Linked DNA regions of Danio rerio: region 1 is linked to region 2. Evidence: chromatin contacts called from public Hi-C data. All regions are on one chromosome and are shown on one strand. The core of a region is the stretch at or near the end of the contact, and the rest is flanking DNA. Distances in the headings are between cores, read along the strand shown.

Region 1 (4,712 bases), core at 1,216-3,715, 240 kb after region 2:
TAATAGCGCTATAGAAATAAACATGAATGGAATGGAATGAACCACTGTTTTAAACAACCTTCATGCATTTTTTGATAAACACACAAAATAACTTTTGTATCCACTTGATTAAATCTGCATCTATTCTCATTTAAATCAGATGCTAATTCATTAGTTAGCTTTTTGGCAGAGGGACCTGCTGAACAAAGCCGTTAAAACTAAAATCTTTTACACAGCTCAGAGTGAAAGAGCATCTGGAGTTTCGTTCGGTCTTGGACTAGCTGAGAAAGGAGCATCTGCCACCAGCATGGACCAGATGAGCTGAACACTGAGAACAAACAGAGCTAAACTCCTAAATAAACCTCGGGCAGAGACAACTGTCACATATTCTCAACCAGTCAGAAAGAGAATTTCTGTAATTATAAATCAAACCAAAATTATGAATATTCATCCTCACAAACACAAGCACAAAATCGCAAGGAGAGAAACTTGGCAGAACTTTTCACAAGACCTAGAATCAGTTAAATCTGTCTGACAGAGCCTAAACACATCACATTGTTTATCAGTGTGTGTTTGAGAACGTGTTTTCAACCGACACACAAGCAGACAGAGAAAGATGCGGGAAACAACAGTGTCATATAGCAGCAATTACTCCTGCCGGAGTCAGACTAACCCTCTGCTCAGATGGCTTCTAACACCAGGTACATTCTGCTCTGGGGGAAATGAGTCTGTTGTGGTAATTCACAGGTTAGAGGTGCGCGTCGGTCCGTGTGTTTGTGCGAACCAGCCAGCGGGAGTCTGCGCTAACAATCTGTCTTGATCCCGAACCACTGCTGATTCCCCAGAGCTCAACAATGACTCACTAGCCATGAACTCACGTTATTATGAGCCTTACACACAAAGTCCGAGGATGCTGACAGGCTGTGTGTGCATGTTTGAATTAAGGGGACACAGGGGTGTTGGTGAGTCTGAAATGTCACACTACTGTCCGGAAGCATAACACACACTCGTTCTCATTACCCAGACCTCACCGTCCAAGCGGCATGACGGTGAAATGCTGTTCACACACATACACAAACACACGGCTTCACCTGGCTGGGTCGGGATAGATGGGGTGGTCTCGTGACCCAGAGGTGCCATTTCTCGAAAGAGACATCATGGACGACTCCAGCAGCCTCCTACAAAAGAGAATTGCATTGCTTTTGTTTGTTTTGAAGTTGCAAAGCACTTCCTGTCCAGATTAAGAATTTTTGGAGAGGACGTCAAACAAAAATGAAGAAGACACATTTCTTCCAATTTCCACCATTCGGTTTCTACAGTAACACTCCCCACCGAGCAGCATCACAATCATTAAAAATCTCATTAAACTGCACAAGGACATTAGTATGCTCATTACCGACTGTTATGTGAAGGCTAAATGAATATAATGTGTAAGTAATGATGTGAGCTCTGCCAGGCTTGGCCAGGAATTGGTTAATAACCCATTAAATCGGGGTATTTGTTAAGTCTGGGTTTGTGCTATTCCTCATACAACGGAGAGTTTGCTGAAGGCCATTAAGAGAGGAGGCCGAGTCCAAAGCATGCCTTCTTGGACTGGCAGGGCACAAAGCTGGACGGACAGTTGGGCAGCGAGCAGGGCATTTTTATTCAGCATGAGTCAGTGTGATGTGTGTACGTGAATGCATCTGGTGTGGGTGTGCTCGGCGCTTCATTAGAATGCCATCTTCTGCCCTTTGACTCACAGCAAAAACAGAACGGATCGATTCTGACTCCTTTTCACGCAGTTGGCTTTGTTTGCTCACTTAAAAAGATCAAGATCTGCATTTTAACAGAGTTGAAGCAAACATAACTCTATAAAAACACACTAAACAGTTAGGAAATGTGCAGTTCTGGGGATATTTTTAACTTGTTTAGTCTATAATCACTCTTGAAAGTGCAAAATGTATAGCGTGATACATTTTTATCCAGATGGAATGCAGATGACGGTGCAGATTGTGCTACAGTTTCAAGCCTTTTGTTTTGCGCTTCTGCATACTGTAATATGGCAGCTTATTATCTGAACAATATTGAGGTAACTTTCTATAAATTTCACAGGCTCTTGTTTCAGGTATGACATTATAGCAGGTAGTGATGAGAGTTCGTGCTGAAACTTTGCTCCACGCTCAAAGCTGTGAGTCAGTAATGCTGAACTGGAGCGGGACTCCTGGGACAATGTAAAATGGCAGAGCATTCATTCTTATTGCTCTTCTCTATAAGTGAAGTGCGATACTTTCCGTTGCACAGCATTGGCTTTAAAACAAAACTGATTCACAGCATGGCCACGCACATGGGACATGCTGTTCGGCATCATGAGAAGAGGAGGACTGTGTGTTAGAGTACATAATCAGAACAAAAAACCCACCGGCTATTTAGTGTTGAAGATACATGTGGAAAGTTACCACTACATATGTGCAGTGTGATGAGCTACTGCCCCCTAATGGAGTGAAGCTGGCATTTCAAGACCCTTGAGGGGAGCAATCTGCAAAGACTGGCCCATATTTTAGGTCAGATTCCTTACAAAAGTGCCAGTGTGATTGAAAATTACAAAAGTAGGTCGGTTTACTTAACAGCAAAACTCAAAGTTATACATCTTACTTTATGAGCCAGATGTGTCATTGACTAAGGGTTTGCATGACAACATATTTTAACTACACTGTCAAAAAGGCTGGGTTCCACAAATTCCTTCATGCTGTCCCAACACCAACCATTTAGGCTGGCTTAATTTTTTTTTTTTCATAAAATTTAAGTGAATTCAACATAAATCAATCAGGTTGTCCCAAAAAAAAATTAAGAATTGTGTTGTTTCAACTCATTTTAAATAAGTAGTTCAAACATAAGTAATTTTAGAGAGTAGTTAAATGAGACCGCATAGAAAGAAAAAAAAAACAGTTGAACAATAGTCTGTAATAATTGTTCATCTTAATAACAGTGTCAAGTCATCATGCAGCATCAGTCATTAGCCCATCATGATATTTAGAAGAATGTTAAAAACCAGTAACCATTGACATCCACAGTAGTAAAAGGTTTCCAACCCTTCCCCAAATGCCTTCTTTTGTGTTTAACAGAAGAAAGAAACGCAAACCAGTTTAAGATAAGCGTTGGGTGAGTAAACAATGACAGATCTTTCAGTTTTTGGTGAACTACCCATTTAAACCCATAATAAACATTTGATTCTTATTTATCAGGATTTTACACAAAACAAAATCATCATATACAATTATAATAATAATTATGTTACATTTATATAGCGCTTTTCTGGACACTCAAAGTAAAGCTCTGCATCCCGGCTGTACTGCGGGAGCAGACCAGATTTCTTGCGGTGCAGGAATAAATTTCTGAATAAAGCGTAAGAGCGGTTGGTAACTGGTGTAATTTGAACGGGAGCGGGCGGTCTAACAATATCGCTCCAGACTCTTGAGCGAGCGAGCGAGCATGCCTATGTATGTGTGTGAATGAGAGACCGTGATGCTGTGTGTCACACTGCAAAAAATGCTTTTCTTACTTAGATTTTTTGTCTTGTTTCTAGTCCAAATATCTAAAAGTTCTTAAATCAAGAAGAATTTTCTAGACAAGCAAAACATATTGTCTTGTTTTAAGAAATAATATGCCAAAATGAAGTGAGATTTTCCTTAAATCAAGCAAAATAATCTGCCAATGGGGTAAGCAAAATAATCTTATTACAAATCGAAAAACAACATTATTAACTAAGTTGTACAATAGCTCCTCACATTAACAGCAGATGAAAAGACCAGAATGTGAGAACCAGTTAAATTGTTCTTTAAAAAGTTATTTAAACAAAACTGACATTATCCTGACATGATATTTACAGGCCCATACGATACAATGCATTTTTATAAAGGAAATTTTGTGAAAATACTTATAAATGAATGATTATATGGTGATGCAGTGGCGCAGTAGGTAGTGCTGTCGCCTCACAGGAAGAGGGTCGCTGGTTCGATCCTTGGCTGGGTCAGTTGGTGTTACTGTGTGGAGTTTGAATGTTTAAATATTGTTACACAATAAAAAGAAAATACTTTCAAAAAAGCATTTTTTTCCAGGTATTCCTAAAATTTCAACAATCAAAGTCTTCCAATACTTAAAGAACCCAATCGGGCCTTATAGCTGAGCTGAAAAAGCTCAGAATCTAAAATCTCTAACAACAGACTCACGCTTCTTGGGCTGCTTTGAACAAACTATACTTGTTTCACGTATAATTCTTTTGCCTTCAGATCCTTCAATTTGCTATAGGGGTCTCAGAGACGTTCAGAGCACAAATTTGACTAGCATGAAAGCTCCACACAAACAATCTCAGAAGTCTGCCATGCACTTCAATAATGACATGCTTGGTGAAAGCAACACGCTCTTGTGAAATTCACATAAATCTCCACAATAAAAACAATGGCATGCAGATAGGTCGGTCTCTATGTGAATGAATCTTGCTCAGGAAAGATCTATAATTTAGGTAGCAGAATGCAAAAAGACATTTTGTTTGTCACCTCAATCAACTCTTAATATTTATTCATCTGTGCTGTCAGGACTGGAGAGTGCTGATATGTAGATAAGCACCTTCTTAATACCAGGCCCATCTCTGGATGGCACACTCTGCAGTGAGGGCTAATAGAGTGCACACAGACAGGCACTAGGTCAGATCAGACTGATTTCTGTGTCAGACACTTTTCCTTGAAGCCCAAGTA
Region 2 (4,238 bases), core at 923-3,422:
AGTATGAAACATGAACAATAACAATAATAATGTAATAATAATTATAATGATTATAATAATAACCATAATGATATTAATAATAATAATAATAACAATAATAATGATAATAATAATTATACTGATTATAATAATAATAATGATGATGATATTATTAATAATAATAATAATAATAATAATAATAATAATAATAATAATAATAATGATCATGATGATGATGATAATAATAATAATAATAATGATGATGATGATGATGATGATGTAATACTAATAATAATAATAATAATAATATTAATAATAATAATAAATAAGGATATAAAGCTTATAGTTTTGTCATTTATTAAGTTTGTAATTGTAGTTTTTAAGTTTAAAAACGCGTCCCTTCTTATTTTTTTATAAGTAATATGTCAAAACTGGATTTGAATGTTACCACATTTTTAATTCCAAAAAGCTAAATCTGGGGTAAAATGTTTAAAAAACTTTACTGTTGATCATTTAATGTTTTTTTTTTTCTTTTGTAAAATTAACATTTCATTTTTTCCCTGTTAACACAACTTGTCTTCTTTGATTTTATTCATTTTGTCAGTGACAAGTGCAGTTAGATTGCAGACCAACCTTAAATATAACCTCAAAATCTGGCCGTTAATAATTATTGAATGAACTTGTCCCCTTAAATGTCGTTTGTAAAACATCATTGAAGTTGCTCTTCAGTGGTTTGGCATTCAGCAGTGACATTTACATTATTACACGGAACTGAACTGAACTTCAGTTGTGAAAACTGCACTGAATGGAAGCAGTTTCAATTTGCTAGAAGCTGCTTTGAAACATTCTACATTGTAAAAGCACCATAGAAATAAAGATGAGTTGAATTAAATAGAATTGTGGTTATGATACAGATTAGTTCACCCAAAAACGGACAGAAACATCCCAGATTTTCTTTCATGTGTTGAAGATCATCAAAAGTTAGATGAATTTGATGAAGTGAGGGCAATAACATTTATTCTGGCTGCCCGATTTGTTTAGGAGTGCCCAAGTCAAGCTGTGTGCACACTTCTATTTCCCAGCACTAGGTGTCGTCCCATCACTACCCTCAGTAACTATGGTGTGTGCTGTTGGAATTTAGTGGCTCTATTACAATACATTCAGCCTCTGCTTTATGCCGCTTTTAAGATTTGACACGGAGTATTTTACCAATCCATCAGCAATGTTAGCATCATACATTTCTAGTTTTAATAAACTATTACCTACAGTTTTCAAAAATCAAGTCTAGTATGAAAAATTGTTTGTTAATGTTCAAGTATATGGTTATAATCAAGCTTTGTTTTAATAAGCAAACATTTAAAATAGTGAATATCCATCACCCCGAGACCAGTTTTATGATGATTAATTTATATACATGCTGGTTGACAATCACATTAGCCTTTTGGTCTGACTTTAAAAAAAAACAACAGAAAATAAAAAAGTAAGACTTCCTTTAGTTTGACTGAATTCATCCATTTAAAGTGCTTGTCAACTAGGAGAAAGTGGTTCTCTCTTTTCAGTTCATACACTCATTCTGTACTCTTTCATTTGTGCTACAAAAATAAACCACACATCCTTGTGTCTCGTCAGCTCACTGCTGTCAGTCCCTCTTCACTCTTCTGAAGAGCCTTGACAATACCACCAACTCAAGAGAAAGAGCGAGAGCACGGAGAACAAACCTGAATTGAATTTGGGAACGACTGCTCAGATGTTGCTAAGCAACTCAACATTCCTCAATGGAGGAGACCTCTCCCATATCTCGCCGTTCTTTCTCCACTCGTCTCTTCCCGCTTTCCCCGTCGCCCTCTCTCACTTTCTCGCTCCCCACTTTGTCAGAGAAACTCAGCGTCTTCTTGAGAAAGCTCATTTAGTTTGGAAATATTACCCTGCCTCTCTAAAGCCATCAAGGCTCGCTGCTCAGGGTAGGACTGTAGTTTTTCTCCAGCTTTAAAACGTGCACTCCTGCATCTTCATGATGTTAAGGGTGGTTGAGTGTTTCATTGCACAGTTGAGATCTCAGAGTGAGATCTTTGACTTTTTCCCATTTCCCTCTAAATTGAGTTGGACTTGAGAATGTCCATATGCATGAGAGGACACGTACCCTCAGCAGCCACTGCACTGCTTGAACATCATATTTCATCAGATTCTCTCAATGACACGTATAAGAGCAGGCCTACAGCTGCATGTCTACAAAATGCCTACAGTGATTTAGACTCTAGTGCAGACAAAATGGCTATGGCCTATTACTGTCAGCCCTCGTTTCATGAGGAGTCTCTGGATTCCTTTGAATGAGTTGGATTGGGTCTAAGCCACTGCATGTTGAATACAACTGCCATAAATCATCTCCATCAACACATACAGCTTACAGAGATTCACCAGGACACAGAGACAGAGATGAATTTTATCTTCAATGCTTTGAATTCTCTTTTCTTTCTTTCTTTCTTTCTTTCTTTCTTTCTTTCTTTCTTTCTTTCTTTTTTCTTTCTTTCTTTCTTTCTTTCTTTCTTTGTCTCTTTATCTCTTTCCTTCCTTCCTTCCTTCCTTCCTTCCTTCCTTCCTTCTTTCCTTCCTTCCTTCCTTCCTGCCTTCCTTCTTTCCTTCCATTCTCTTATTTAATTCAAATTTCATCTCCCTCTGCTGATCAGTATCTCCTGAGAGGAGAAATATGGGCCAAATTTTTAAAAACGTGCAGCAGACTTTTACTGTGCGAATGATGAAAAGATTCTGTTTCTTCTCCTTATCTCTCATTCTAACTTCTCGTTTCTTGTCTTTCCATCCTTATTGCAGCGATTCCACTGGGTCTCATCGTTGTCCCTGGAGACAGTGATTTGGAAACCTGCCGAGCTCACATCGAGAGACTACAGGAGGTAAAAAATGAGAGGGTGGGGTTAACAGATGGGAGAGGGGTAAAAGTGAGAAATGAAGAGGACAGGAAAATAGAGAGGAGGAGAGAGGTGTTAGAGTTTGATTAATGATGGGAACAGTCAGTCACTGTATAAGAATATAATATATGGAGAAGTTTTACTGCATTACATGTAGTACAGAACAGTGGCGCTTGGTTAGTTTGTCCTTCAGGACCCAGATTTGCAAGTAGTGACACTCTATTAGAATGTTTTAATTCTAAAATATTATTAAATGTTTTAAAGAGCCCCTATTATGCGTTAAAAAAGGCCATATTATGGTTTTGGGGGTCTCCAACAACAGGCTGATATGCATGCAAGGTCAAAAACTCTTGTAGTATCTTATAATATACATTTATTTGTAACTAATTATCCCAACACCTCTCATATGATTTGTTCAGCAATTAATTTGTTCCCAAACCCCTCCTTAGCGTGATGCTAATCTGTGCTGATTGGTGAGATGACCTAGTCTATTGCAATTGGTTGACTGCGTTCAGCGTGAGACAGAGAGAAACGCCCACCACGACTTATCAACATTGTTGAAGTAGTCAGAGTGCAGAGTGTATGTGTGAACCCAATAAAGGAGTGCATTAAAGCAATGCAGTTTGCTCTGTCAGCTCTTCATTACCATGACACACATTCAGTATTAATCCACACAGTGGCAAAAGTTGAACTATTTTGAAACCTGAACGCCACAAGTGTAAGAATAGCTGATGGTGGCCATAGCAATGACAAGTGGCAGTGGATTGCGAGCTCACAAACGCATTTAAATCAGTAAAGAAAGTGGTAAGCGTTGCATTTTCAATGTGGTTTTAGATGCGAAATGAGAATATAAAGAGTTAACCAGATACAGTACAAGGTACGTGGAGCGGTTACAAGTAACAAAACACAATTAAATTCATAATTTGCAAACTAGAGAAAACAAGGAGGCAACCATTTTAATCACACTTAGGTTGCTTAGACTTGTGAAATGGAGGAAGGAACTGATCCATGAACTGTGTACTGTAAAGTTCCTGTCAAGCTCTGACAAAGTCCCATACATCAGTAGTCTTTTCTGATCCTTCCTTTTAGCAAACGGCCGATAAATCTCCTGTTGTAAGCATGTAGATTGCTGAAGCACTCGTCAGAAAAATGACAGGAGCACAGTACAAGGCTGGAGCTATAATATTTTTGCAAAAATAAACTTTATCCATTGACTCTTCACAGCCACATCTTTGGGTAGGAAAAATAACACTATTTTAACTTTCTCTTTTATATATGAATCAATAGTTTTACACACAGTGCACTTTCAGATTTAATCCTTAGCTGGATATTTAACTT

Evidence for each region. Hi-C and Micro-C count contacts between places; a contact is called where the count stands out from the background.
Region 1: a Hi-C map of skeletal muscle shows a contact between it and region 2, with 3 times the contacts expected there. The contact joins two enhancer-like sites. A contact is called at or near these places in 6 of 18 Hi-C or Micro-C datasets (caudal fin, embryo, hematopoietic stem cells and 2 more) and 2 of 4 datasets of contacts at active chromatin or transcription factors (caudal fin and embryo).

Annotation. Positions count from the first base shown.
Region 1 is chr7:39,560,081-39,564,792 of GRCz12tu, forward strand. The region is part of intron 7 of ambra1a (autophagy/beclin-1 regulator 1a); the gene reads right to left. Among named protein-coding and RNA genes, the nearest start is that of ambra1a, 15 kb to the right of the region's middle. Within about 2 kb of position 2,466, at least 3 of the 62 cell types and tissues checked have an H3K27ac peak or open chromatin away from gene starts, as enhancers often do.
Region 2 is chr7:39,316,534-39,320,771 of GRCz12tu, forward strand. It overlaps dgkza (diacylglycerol kinase, zeta a), which reads left to right. Exons shown (of 32, transcript XM_073908831.1): 22 at 2,806-2,885. Among named protein-coding and RNA genes, the nearest start is that of mdka, 64 kb to the right of the region's middle. Within about 2 kb of position 2,173, at least 5 of the 62 cell types and tissues checked have an H3K27ac peak or open chromatin away from gene starts, as enhancers often do.